Linked DNA regions of Oryctolagus cuniculus: region 1 is linked to region 2. Evidence: chromatin contacts called from public Hi-C data. All regions are on one chromosome and are shown on one strand. Each heading gives the region's core, a stretch centred on a gene start, on an enhancer-like site or on the middle of the called end of the contact. The rest is flanking DNA. Distances are from core to core; before and after follow the strand shown. Region 1 holds the start of RAB10 (RAB10, member RAS oncogene family). Region 2 overlaps RAB10 (RAB10, member RAS oncogene family).

Region 1 (6,132 bases), core at 446-2,945, 44 kb before region 2:
TACTTCTATGATCCTGACCCAGTAAAATTTATTATTAAGTTCAATTTATTCCCGAAGTTTCAGAATATGGTTTCTGAGGAAAAGGTTCTAATTGATAAAACTGTTGGAAACAACTGGGGTAAAGAATGAAGGTTTTTTAAAAAATTAATTTTTAGCTCCTTAGTACCCCCATATTTATGTAGCGGTATTACTCTCCACATTAGACTTTCTACATTAAAAAAAAAAAATCATAGCGGGGGAGACGTTTGGCCTGGCGGGTAGGATATGGCTGGACTGTCTGGCGTCCCATATCACAGTACCTGGCTTTGATTTCCAGCTCTGACTTCCAATTCCAGCTTCCTGCTACTGCAGACCCTCAGAGACAGCACTTAGCAGTGGCTCAAGGAGTCCCCGCCACCGTCTGGGAGACACGGATTTAGTTCCCAGTTTGGCTTTGCTGCAGGTGTTTGGGGGGAATGGACAGCTAGGATGGGAGCAGCGCTCTCAACCAAGTAAATAAACATTTAAAAGAAACATGACACTTTTAAGATGCTTTACAATCGAGCCTGTTTCAATAGGAACAATCAAGCTAACACTGAAGATCTTCCCAGGTTCCACGTCCTGCGTCTGAGAGATGACAGGGTGTGAGGCACTGGCCGCACGCGGCTCGCTGATTTGCATAGCTAGCCTATTTTAGAATTGTTGGTCTTAGCCCAAGACCGTGCCAGTTGGAGGAAGAATCATTCCGAGCGTGTAAAAGCCAGAAGACAAAGAAGCGCTAGCAAATAACCCAAGCGAAGCAGACCAGCATCTTCAGGGACCCGGCCTTAGGGCCGCTGGGAGGACAGCAGGTGACACACGACTTTCAGGAACGGGAGACCGAAGCAGGATGACCGGGACTGCCTGAAAGACGCCCTTTAGGTCCATGTCGGAGGCACCAGCGCCTCGGCGATGCTGAGACCGAGGAAAAATGTCGGCGCTGCTGCTCTCCCAGGCCGCGTTTCCTGCGGTCCGCGCGTCCCCGGTTTTCTACGCTGTCAGGTGTAGGCGAACCTGTCAGCTCGGCCGCCGTGAGGACTGAGGGGCACCCCGAGTGCACCCGCTACCGGCGGCAAGAAAGGAAGAGGGGGTGCAAACACCAATGCGGGGAGCGGACGCGTTTCCCCGCCGTCCCCTGCGGCCGGGCAGAGCCCGCAAAGGCCCGCAGCAGGCGCCCCGCCGCCCGCGCCCAGGTGTTCCTCGGCCCCCGCCTCCTCGCCCAGAAAGGCCGATTACATCAGCGCGCCCCGAGCGGCGAGGCCAGTCTCCGCATCTCAGACGGCCCCTCTCCTCCACGCCACCTCTGGCTCCTTAAGGGAGCCGGGGCGGAGCTCTCCCCGTCACGGCGGCCGCGAGGGAGGGCCTCCAGGAAGGCACCGCGTCCGAGCCGAGAGCCCCTTACACCGTGAGGGTGCTCCCCTCGCTCGCACGTATGGACTACACAGGGCCCGACAGCCACCCGGGCAGGTCGCCGCGCCGAGACCCACGGCCCCACACGCCCCACAGAGCGCGGCGCGGTCCGCGGGGCGGCCCCGGGAAGGAGGGGGCGCGGGGCATCCACGGGAGACTCGGCCGCGCCGCGCCTGCGCAGTCCCCAGCCAGCCCCGCCCGCCGCGGGGCGTGCTCGCACGGCCGCGCACCCTATCAGGCGGCCGCAGGGAGCGCGCCCGCGGCCTCGCCCTCTCTCGCTCCTCCCCTCTCCCCAACTCTGTTCGGACTCAGTCCGAGGCTCGGGGACCCGGGGCCTCGGCTCTCCGCCCCGGCAGGCGCCCACGCCCTCCTGCGCGCGTGCGCAGAGGCGGGCCGCAGGGCGAGGGCGCGAGGGAAGGGCGGGCGTACGTCCTTGCGTGCGTCCCAGGCAGCGCGCACGCCGGCGTGAGAGGGCACGGGGAAAAGGTGGCTCTGGCCGGGGCGGCTCGGCTTCCTGGGGCTATGTAGCTGGGCTCGTCGGCTCGGGGTCCTGCTTCGCCGCCCTCGCCGCGTCCCTGCGGGGAGTCGCCGCTCCGGAGAGACACCGCCCTTACTCCCGCAAGCGCTCCCTCGACGGCAGAGCTCTCTCGCCCGCCCGCGGGAGCGTCCCGGCCGAGCAGCCCCGAGGGGGGAGGGGAGGCCATTTTGTCCCGACCGACTCCCCGGAACCGGGAGGAGCGGCTGGGAGAGGCTGCGGAGCCGCGGTCGCCGCCCTCGGAGGCACCGGACGCCGCCACCGTCGGGGCTTCCCGGACGAGGCCGTTCGTAGGTCGCCCGTGCCCTCGCCAGCCCGCGGCTTTCCCACGCCTGCCCAGTCCTCCGGCCTGAGAACGCCCGGGAGAGGAGTTGGCCGTGGTGAGCGGGACCGATCCCTTGGGGCCGCCGGCGGCGAGAGCCCGAGCCGCTCCTCCCAATGGCGAAGAAGACGTACGACCTGCTTTTCAAGCTGCTCCTGATCGGGGACTCGGGAGTGGGCAAGACCTGCGTCCTTTTTCGCTTTTCGGATGATGCCTTCAACACCACCTTTATTTCCACCATAGGTAAGAGCTGCGGGAGGACGGGGCGCGCTCCCTCCGCTGCGAGCCGTTTCTTTTCGCCCCAGACATCTTGCTTCCCGTGATATACGCCTTTGTTCCGGCGATTCCGAGCCCAGACGCCAGCCCCAAGTTGCTGTTTGAATCGGCTTCGAGCTGGCTGGGGCGGGGTCTTCCCTTGCTTTCCATCCGGTCCCTGCCCAGTGCCTGCTGTTAGGATTAGGCAGCCTTTTACCCACGGCTCTGGCCGCGACTTGGACTGGCTTTTTCCTATTTGTGTGGCGTTGCCCAGCCTGTGGGATATCGTTCGGGACCCATCTGAGTGGTTGGGGGAGAAGCCGTGTTGGCTCTTTGGGAAGGGGTCTGGGTTTGTACAGGATTCCATATGGTCCTTAGAGTAAACTTGAGGGTTTGTGTGAGGAATAATTAAGGCAAATTAGAGGGGAAAAGTGCGTTGCCTGCGTTGACTAATCCATTGATGTGTCAGGCAGTCGGAGACTCGTGGTGCTTGGGGTGGGACCCTGGCGTGCTGGCCGCGACGGGGGGCGATGCTCGGCTCGTGTGCTCAGACCCCAAGGCGTGAAGCCACACACACACACACACAAACACACACACACTCGCCCTCCTGTTGTACTCGACGCTGGGTTTACAGGAAACCATTCTGCCAGTCGCAGCCCACCCCCTGTTTCAGAATTACTTGGTGTGGAAGTAAGAGCTATAGGTTGACCTTTGAAATAGGTTTCCCGTTTAGGAAAAGAAAGGAAAAGCGCTAAGAAAGTCCCTTTTGCGTGGCACTAACCCGAGTTGTTTTCAAGTAGTAAGTGTGCGTGAAACCCAGCCTCTTGCCCAACACACGGCGGATTGCTCGGCTGCCTCTGTCACTTGGAGCCCAGTGCTCAGCACTGGGCAGTGCAATGAAACCTGCTGTTCAATGCAACTAGTTTAGTATTGGGACTGCTTTAAAAAGAGCTGCAGTCTTTATTGAGTTGGACCAAAGTGTCAAAATTAAGTTGGTTTCAGCCAAATTGTAGCATTACTGAAATCGTTGGTTTGGATTTCTTATGGCATGTATTTATCGGCTACTCACTTCATTCTCACAGAACAAACTGTGGCGAAATTAAATTAGACAAGGGATTATTTGAAATAGATATTTGACTCACCTTCTTTGGGGGAAAGTCGTTATTTTCTGAGTGTCATAATGTTCTCTCTCATACATTTGTGAGACTCAGAACTTGTGTTCTCTGCTTTGTGGGTTAGCACCCCTAGCACCAAGTGTGCTTTTAATATTCCGCTTTTAGCTGTTGCTGGGTGGGTCAGGTGGTTAGGCTGATGAGCAAATATTTATTGAGCACCTATCGCTAGGCACTGTTTCTGACACTGGGGGACACAGTAGACCCCTTGAGGGACATTGCAGTGAGAACAGTCACGGTGGGGCGTGAAAGTGGGGCTGCATCTGAGAGGAAGTCTACGGGACAGATAGGAATTGGACCAGAGGGCCGGGAAAGGGGGACACAGCGGACCTGCCGTCGTTGGGGATTTAATTCCTGTGGCCAACTTTAACCTGCCTTGGGAGGGATGGAGGGTAGGAAGAAAAGCAGTAACGTGGTCTGCTTCGGTCTTTCTGTGGCTGTGTACCCATTCCAAAGCTCAGCCCTGTAAAGGTAAAGGCGTGCTCTTTTTGTGTGGTCCTTATACTGGGAAAATGTGGGGGACGTTGGATCAAGCCTGCTGGGTTACTGTCTGTGTGACTTTGGCAGGTCACTTAACCTTTCTCTGCTCCGGGTTTTTCTTTTTTTTTTTTCCCCCTTTAAATAGTGTTGGGTATGAGATCTGGCAGGTAGGGTAGTTGTGAGGGATTTGTGGGTTAGTGACAGTCACTTTGCGTGGTGCCAGGCGCTTCCTAGGAGCACAGTGCATATAAACTGTGTGTGGAGTACGTGGCCCTTCTGCTTCTGAAGTGGGGCAGAACGTGTTACCTCACAGACGGAACATCCTGCACACACCGGTCTCCCAGAAATTTGTTGTTGCTCTGCTAAACAATTTCACATTAGATTCTGACATTTTCAGCATTTTAATGTAAAAATGTTTGCGGGGTGGCATTTGGCCCAGTGGTTGGGACGCTCACGTCCATTTCATGGTGCCTGGTTCCAGGCCTGGCTCAGTTTCCTGCTAGTGGAGACCCTGGGAGGCAGCAGGTGGTGATGGCTCATGGGTGCGTTCTCCCATTCCCCTTATCTCCCCCTGCTTTTCAGATAAAAGGTGAAGATTAATAAGTAAAAAGTATAAAATCCAAGCACAGAATTATATTTGTGTTTACAAGACCACCCAAGAACAGAGGGACAGAAACATTAAAAAAGTTTTTGATATTTTATATGTAAGATGTTGAATACTGTAAGCTTTGTGTACTAGCTCTGTGCACAGGATTGGAAGTCTATTGTCTTAAACCCATACTGTTCAAAAGAAATAATGTGAGTCACATATATAATTTAACTTTTTTTGATAACCACGTCCAAAAAAGTTAGGTTTTAATATATTTAAACTCATATCCAAAATGCTATTTTGTTGTGTAACAAGATTTAAAAATTATTAAGATATTTTACATTCTTTTTCTCTTGTTTGTAAGTTATACTTAGAGTTTATCTTGGTTAAGATTAAGCGTACTTCAGGTCCACAATAGCCGCATGTGCTAGTGGCTACCATATTGGACAGTCCATGTCTAAATGACCTAAAGTAGCCAGTTGGCAATGTGCAGAAGGTTAGAAAGTTTTCAATGTGTAATACTTTTAAGACATTAAAAATGTCAGCCGACTAGGGTTTGTTTTAATCTAGAGCATTCTCTAAGCATAAATGACTGTAAAATTTACGATTTGTTGCTTGATTGTTAAAACATTTGAAATTTGTGTAGAAGGACCGAGTGGCCAAAATAATGCAGGCTATCATTTCAGGTGCAATTGTTTTCATTATCGATTCTTGAAAAAAATTTTTTTAAGGATTTGTGATGCTTATTTAACAGTGCTCACAAAGACTACTGCATTTAACTTTTTCTCTATACTTTAAATTTTCACACGTCTATGCTAAAAATTATGTATAACATTTTTGGTCAGATTTATTGCAGACAGAGTTAACAAAAACAGATTACTGGTATGTTCCACATTTATCCAATCTCATGTGAATCCAAGGACACTGGAGTACTTAGTATCCATTTCACAAGGACAGAGATCTTTTTTTTTTCCCTGATAGTGTGTGCTAAGCACCCAGAAGAGTCCCTGCATTAAATTGGTGCATGATAAATAATGAATAAAGGCAGGCAGGCAGATAGGTAGCACAGTCAAGATCCTCTTGATACGGCATTGGAACTAGTTTATTTTAATATTTTCCCCTTTTATTTTCTGAGCAGTACTTGAAGCAGATTGGGATCAGGTTTTACTTAACAGTATTGGCTGTTTGGCTAACAGTGATTTTAGGGCAAAACTGGTCTTGGATTTTCAAATCTTATTGAAGAGGAATTGCTTAAGAGAGTTGCGGATTTTGGATTAACAGGTTTCAGTGGCTGATATGACAGTAACTCTTTTTGACAGTATGAGCTCATGAAAGTTTTGCCCATTAGTGA
Region 2 (5,793 bases), core at 948-3,447:
ACCCACATGGGGACCCTGATGGAGTTTTGGCTCCTGGTTTCAGCCTGGCCTATCCCCAGCTATTGTAGCCAGTGAACAGGTCTCTGTGTCTTTCTTTGTGTCACTCTACTATTCACAGAAATAGAGAAATAAATAAATCTTAGAGAAAGAGATAACTGGGGCTGGTGTTTTGTGTAATAGGTTAAGCTACTGCATGTAATGCTGGCATCATATAGGTGCCTGTTTGAGTCCTGGCTGCTCTGCGTTCTATCCAGCTCCCTGCTAATGGCCTGGGAAAAGCAGCAGAAGATGGCCCAAGTGCTTGGGCCCCTACTACCCATGTGAGAGACCTTGAGGAAGCTCCTGGCTTTGGCCTGTCCCAGCTCTGGCTGTTGAGGCCACTTGGGTAGCAAACCAGGGTATAGAAGATCTCTTGCTGTGTCTCTCCCTCTCTCTGTGTAACTCAGACTTTCAAAAAAATAAATAGACCTTTGAAAAAAAAAAGTGCACGAGAGAGACCAGGAGCCCTGGTTGGGAGTGTAAGCTTTATAGAGGAGATTTTGTGTAAGCTGAGCCTTAACACAGGATAGTTAAGGTGCAGGGCGATTGTTAGAGGATTCTTCATTCATTTAGAGGAAACTGTAAGAATGTAGTCATTGGTATGTGGTGTGTGTGGAGACTGCAGCCAGTACAAGGTGCTAGAATGGGAGGTGTGGCAGGGAGTAAATTTGGGTGAGGTTATAGAAGGGCTTTGAAAGTCTTGTCAAGGAGTTTGCATTTTCTAAGATGTCTTTGGGAGTTTTGAAGTAGAAGAAACATTGACTTAAGGTTTAAAGAATTCTTCATGCTTAAAAAGTATGCTATCTATACTTTTAAGATTTTAAAATTTATTTTTATTTGAAAGAGTTACAGAGAGGCAGAGGCAGCGAAATAGAGAGAAGTCTTCCATCTGCTGGTTCACTCTCCAAATGGCTACAATGGAGCTGAGCCGATCTGAAGCCAGGAGCTTCTTCCTGGTGTCCCATGTGGATGCAGGGGCCCAAGGATTTGGGCCATCTTCTGCTGTTTTCCCAGGCCACAGCAGAGAGCTGGATCAGAAGTGGAGCAGCCAGGATTTGACCGGTACCCATGTGGGATGCCGGTGCTGCAGGTGAATGATTAACCTAATTACGCCACAGCATCAGCCTTCCTTTCTTATGTGTGGAAAAGAACATGAAAATATGTATACCAAATCATTAACACAGTAGTGAACATGGGCGTTCCAGCAGAGTGGGTAGGCTGCCGCTTGGGGTGCCCGCGTTCCAAATCTGAGTGCCTAGGATTGAGTCTCTCTGCTTTCAATCCAGCATCCTGCTTACGTGTACCCTGCAAGGCAGCAGGTGATGGTTCAAGTACTTGTGTCCCATGTGGGAGATTCAAATGGAGTTCCTTCTCCTAACTTTGGCTTGGTCTATCCCTAGCCCTAACTGTTTGGGGGCATTTGAGAAGTGAACCAGCAGATGGGAGATATCTCTGTCTGTCTCTCTCTGTTGCTCTTCCTTTCAAATAAACTTTTAGAAAATTGGAGTTTTTTTTTTTTTTTTAAGGGAAAGGATTTATTGGGGAAACCCCGCAGGCTAGAGGGAAGGGACAAGAAGGAAAAGAGAGAGGAGAGTATAAGAGAGAGAGAGAGAGAGAGAGAGAGAGAGAGAGAGAGAGAGAGAGGAGAGGAGCCAAGAGAGCCAGAAAATGGGAGTTTATGGAAGTAGATTAGCAAAATGTAGAGTAGAATCCAAGAGAGACTGTATAAGTGATAAGGTCATTGTAGCAAAAGTTCTTATCTCTGTATACACTGTGAAAGGATTGCACATACACATGCCACAGGTATATATAATTTCCATGAATCCCACTAATACTTGCCTGATGGCTTCTTGTCTGAGCATTAACCATTGTGCCGATGATTGGTAAGGGCCACAACCTCAGATAATCTGTCAGTGTCTCTCAAGACCAGAGGAGTTAACTATCTTCTACTGTTTTTGAAAATGTCGGTATTAGGCATTTAGGAATAATTGAGAAAAGAAGCAGAAGCCTTGATACTAGTCTTTTTAAAGATTGAGCCGTTATGAACAAGTTGTAGCTGTTGAGTCTGCATGAGTCTCCCAGGATTACTGGTTAAGACTTGGCAGAAGCTGGGAGTCCGAGTTCAGCTGTGTAGCGAAGTCTCCACACTTAATGTGACTGTGGACTTGGACAGGATGTTGGGAAACGTCATCAATGAATGCCGTGGCCAGACTTTACGGTCACTGTACTTGCAGCAGCTTAATTCATCAAGCAGAAAGAAACACCAAACCAAATAATTCTTTAGTTTGGTAATTGCTGTAAGAAAAAAATACATTGTAAAAATAGAATACACTGAAATTATTTTTTTAATCTATTTCGGGTAGTAGGGAGGTTGGCGCTCAGCGCATGCTGTCCTGAGGAATTGACAGGCATGCTGCTGCCTGAGGTGTTAGAGGTTAGATAAGAGAAGGGAGGGAGGGAGGGAGGGAGGGAGGGAGGGAGGGAGGGAGAGGAGCAGCTGTCCTTAGTAAAGAAGCTTGTGGAGCTCAGGGAGATGACGATGGGTGTTACAGGTGTGACTGGAGGGCAGGGAGCAAAAGAAGTAGATTTTTTAAAAAAGGATCTGCTTTTTTATCTATTTATTTACTTATTTGAAAGTTATAGAGAAGATGAGGCAGAGGCAGAGAGATCTTCCATCTGCTGGTTCACTCCCCAGATGGCCACAATGGCCGGAGCAGGGCCAGTCCGAAACGAAGAGCCAGGAGCTTCTTCCAGGTCTCCCACGTGGGTGCAGGGGCCCAAGAACTTGGGCCATCCTCTGCTGCTTTCTCAGGCACATTGGCAGAGAACAGATTGAAAGTGGAGCAGCTGGTGCCCATATGGGATGCCGGCACCTCAGGTTGCAGCTTTACCTGCTCCGTCACTGCACTGGCCCCAGAAATAGATGTTAGAAGAGGTTGGTATGGGCTGGATCATGTATAACTTGGCATCCATTCTGTGGGATTGAATTCAGTTGAGGACTTGAGCGGAGGTGTGGCCTGATTAGATTCGACTTTTTAAAAAAGATGACTAGCCCAGGCAGGATGGTTTTGAGTTAATTTTCCAGTTACAGCCTTATCGAAGATGTAGCTTATTTGTATATTGAATAATTTAATCTGTGAGGATCATGAAAAAATATATATGAAAATGTCCATCAGTGACTGTGACAATGAGCTTTTGTTTTTTGGAAAAATCTTTCAGTGCCACATGCATTAGACAAAATGTTGAGCCACAAGACAGTGTCCTAATCATGGTTAATTTGCTTTTTGAGCTTGAGCAAGTCATTTAACCTTTGAGCCTCTTTCTTTATCTGTAAATTGGGCATGTTTAAGAAACATGTGTTTAACTTTAATTGTGTTAATCGCTTAACTCCAGTTAACATGGGCTGAGTGTTGCTGAGTCATTTTCTTAGACTGTGTGGGTGAGGCTTAATTAAAACCAGCTAAGCAAACTTAATGACACCTCATGCCTCCTTGTAGAAGTCAGAGTTGTTTCATGTATATTTTATTTATTTATTTTTGATTTCTTCATTCATTTGAAAGAGTTAGAGAGAGACAGACAGACAGACACTGGGTTCCTAACAGGCATCTTGACTGCTGGACCAAACACACCCGGCCCTGCTTAGATACTGTTGATGTTGGTAATCTTGGTTTGGGGGAACTGTACTTCTGTTAACTTTCATTCACTCCATGTTGTCTATTATTGAACTGTTGAGCTTTAATGGATGTACAGCTACACCCATTGGTGTAATGCTTATTGGTTTTAGGGATCAGGCTCTTAGAATTTGAAGTTACACATTGTTGACTTTATCACTGGGATTAGCCTTCTAAGCCTCAAGTTTCTTTGGGTTAAATTTCCTGGATTTTTTACAAAGGGTTGTAGAGGGCGGGCTTGCTTGCTTGCCTGCCTGCCTGCCTGCCTGCCTTCCTTCCTTCCTTCCATTTATTTATTTATTTATTTGGCAGAAGCAGAGAGAGAGAGAGCTTCCATCCACTGGTTCACTCCCCAGATGACTTCTACAGCTGGAGCTGGGCTGATCTGAAGCTAGGAGCCAGGAGTTTCTTCTGGATCTCTCACATGGGTGCAGGGGCCCAAGTACTTGGACCATCTTCTGCTGCTTTCCCAAGCCACAGCAGGGAACTGGATAGGAAGTGGAGCAGCCGGGTCTCGAACTGGCGCACATATATGATGCCGGCACTGCACGTGCCACAGCGCTGGCCCTTTAGCTCTTTTTGCTAGTTCAGAAATTAGATCTTGCAATGGGAGGATAGACTTGAGAGCTAGCTACAGTTGGGCCAAGCTGAAGTCAGGAACCAGGAAGTCCACCTGGGTCTCCCATGTAGGTGGCAGGAACTTGAGCACCTGTGCTGTGACCTGATGTTTCCCAGGTGTACCAGCAGGAAGTAGAATAGCTCAGACTTGAACTGTGACTTAAACTGCTGTGCCACAAAGCCTGCTCCTAGTTTTTTAGTTTTCTCATCAAAAATTGTTACTGTCAGTTTTAAGAGTGATGTTTTTTATCTCATAAGATTACTTCTGATTTACTATGGTAATTTAGAAGTAAACTAGATGGGGGTGGCACTGTGGCAAAGTGGGCAAGGCCGCTGCCTGCAGTGCCAGCATCTAATATAGGTGCCAGTTTGAGTCCTGGCTGCTCCACTTCCGATCTAGCTGTCTGCTATGGGATGGGAAAGCAGTAGAAGAGGGCCCAAGGATTTGGGCCCCTGCACCCACATGGGAGATTTGGAAGAAGCTCCTGGCTCCTGGTTTTGGATCGGCACAGCTCTGGCCATTGCAGACATCTGGGGAGTGAATCAGCAGATGGAAGACCTCTCTGTCTCTGTCTCTGCCTTTTTGTAACTCTGTCGTTCAAATTAATAGATCAACCTTTGGAGGGGGAGTAAACAAGAACCAGACAAATAAATGAAATCTGCATGTTTTGGGGAAGTAAGCTCAAAAGCAAGCTTATTTTGGGTTGAATGAAGTTTAAGCAATAGATCATTAATACTTTTATATTGCTGTGTTACATATTAGAGGTAGAAATATGATTAAATATTCCCCAAACTTGTTGACAGTTGGACCTTTTGTTTTATGTGGCACATCTTTTGGAAGTAGTGTCCTAAGAACAAAATTTTGGGAAGGCTTATTTATTTCCTATTGATTCCTTAACCTGTTTTTATTTAAGAAGTGATATGCAGTTAAATACACAAATCTGGTGTGCTGCTTTGAGTTTGACCTATATACACTGCTGTTGACATAAGGAGCATTTCCCTCTAACTCTGTCCCCAGTCAGCGCCTCTTACCTCTGTACTCCTTTTCTGACTTTTTCACTGTAGATTAGTTTTGCCTGTTGTAGAATTTCATACATTTATCATGTCCAGCTTCTTTTGCTTAGCATGTACCTGTGAGATTGATGTTGTGAGGAATAGAAATAGTTCATTCTTTTAAATTATTGATTATATTCTAGTGTATGAATATTCCCTAATTTATTATCAATTATGTTGATAGACAGTTGTGGGTTTTTTTTCCCAGTTTTTGGCTACAGTGAATAAAGTAACTGAATATTTTTTAAAAATTTGCTGACCTTTTCATGAATTAACAGTGACAAGATAACAAAAAATGAGAATAATTGCACTCAAGTATGGCCTTGATGAAACAGAATGAATCTTTATTAAGTCTTGATCCTTGATCACATATGTTTTTACTGCATGACAAAATAGGAAATAAATATGAAAT

What was found. Hi-C and Micro-C count contacts between places; a contact is called where the count stands out from the background.
Region 1: a Hi-C map of an unstated tissue shows a contact between it and region 2, with 1.5 times the contacts expected there. The contact joins the promoter of RAB10 here to the enhancer-like site in region 2. A contact is called at or near these places in 2 of 6 Hi-C or Micro-C datasets (ear pinna and an unstated tissue).

Annotation. Positions count from the first base shown.
Region 1 is chr2:176,753,032-176,759,163 of mOryCun1.1, reverse strand. It overlaps RAB10 (RAB10, member RAS oncogene family), which reads left to right and starts at 1,695. Exons shown (of 6, transcript XM_002709976.5): 1 at 1,695-2,528. The coding sequence starts at 2,402.
Region 2 is chr2:176,709,440-176,715,232 of mOryCun1.1, reverse strand. All of the region lies in intron 1 of RAB10 (RAB10, member RAS oncogene family), which reads left to right. Among named protein-coding and RNA genes, the nearest start is that of RAB10, 45 kb to the left of the region's middle. Within about 2 kb of position 2,197, at least 1 of the 8 cell types and tissues checked has an H3K27ac peak or open chromatin away from gene starts, as enhancers often do.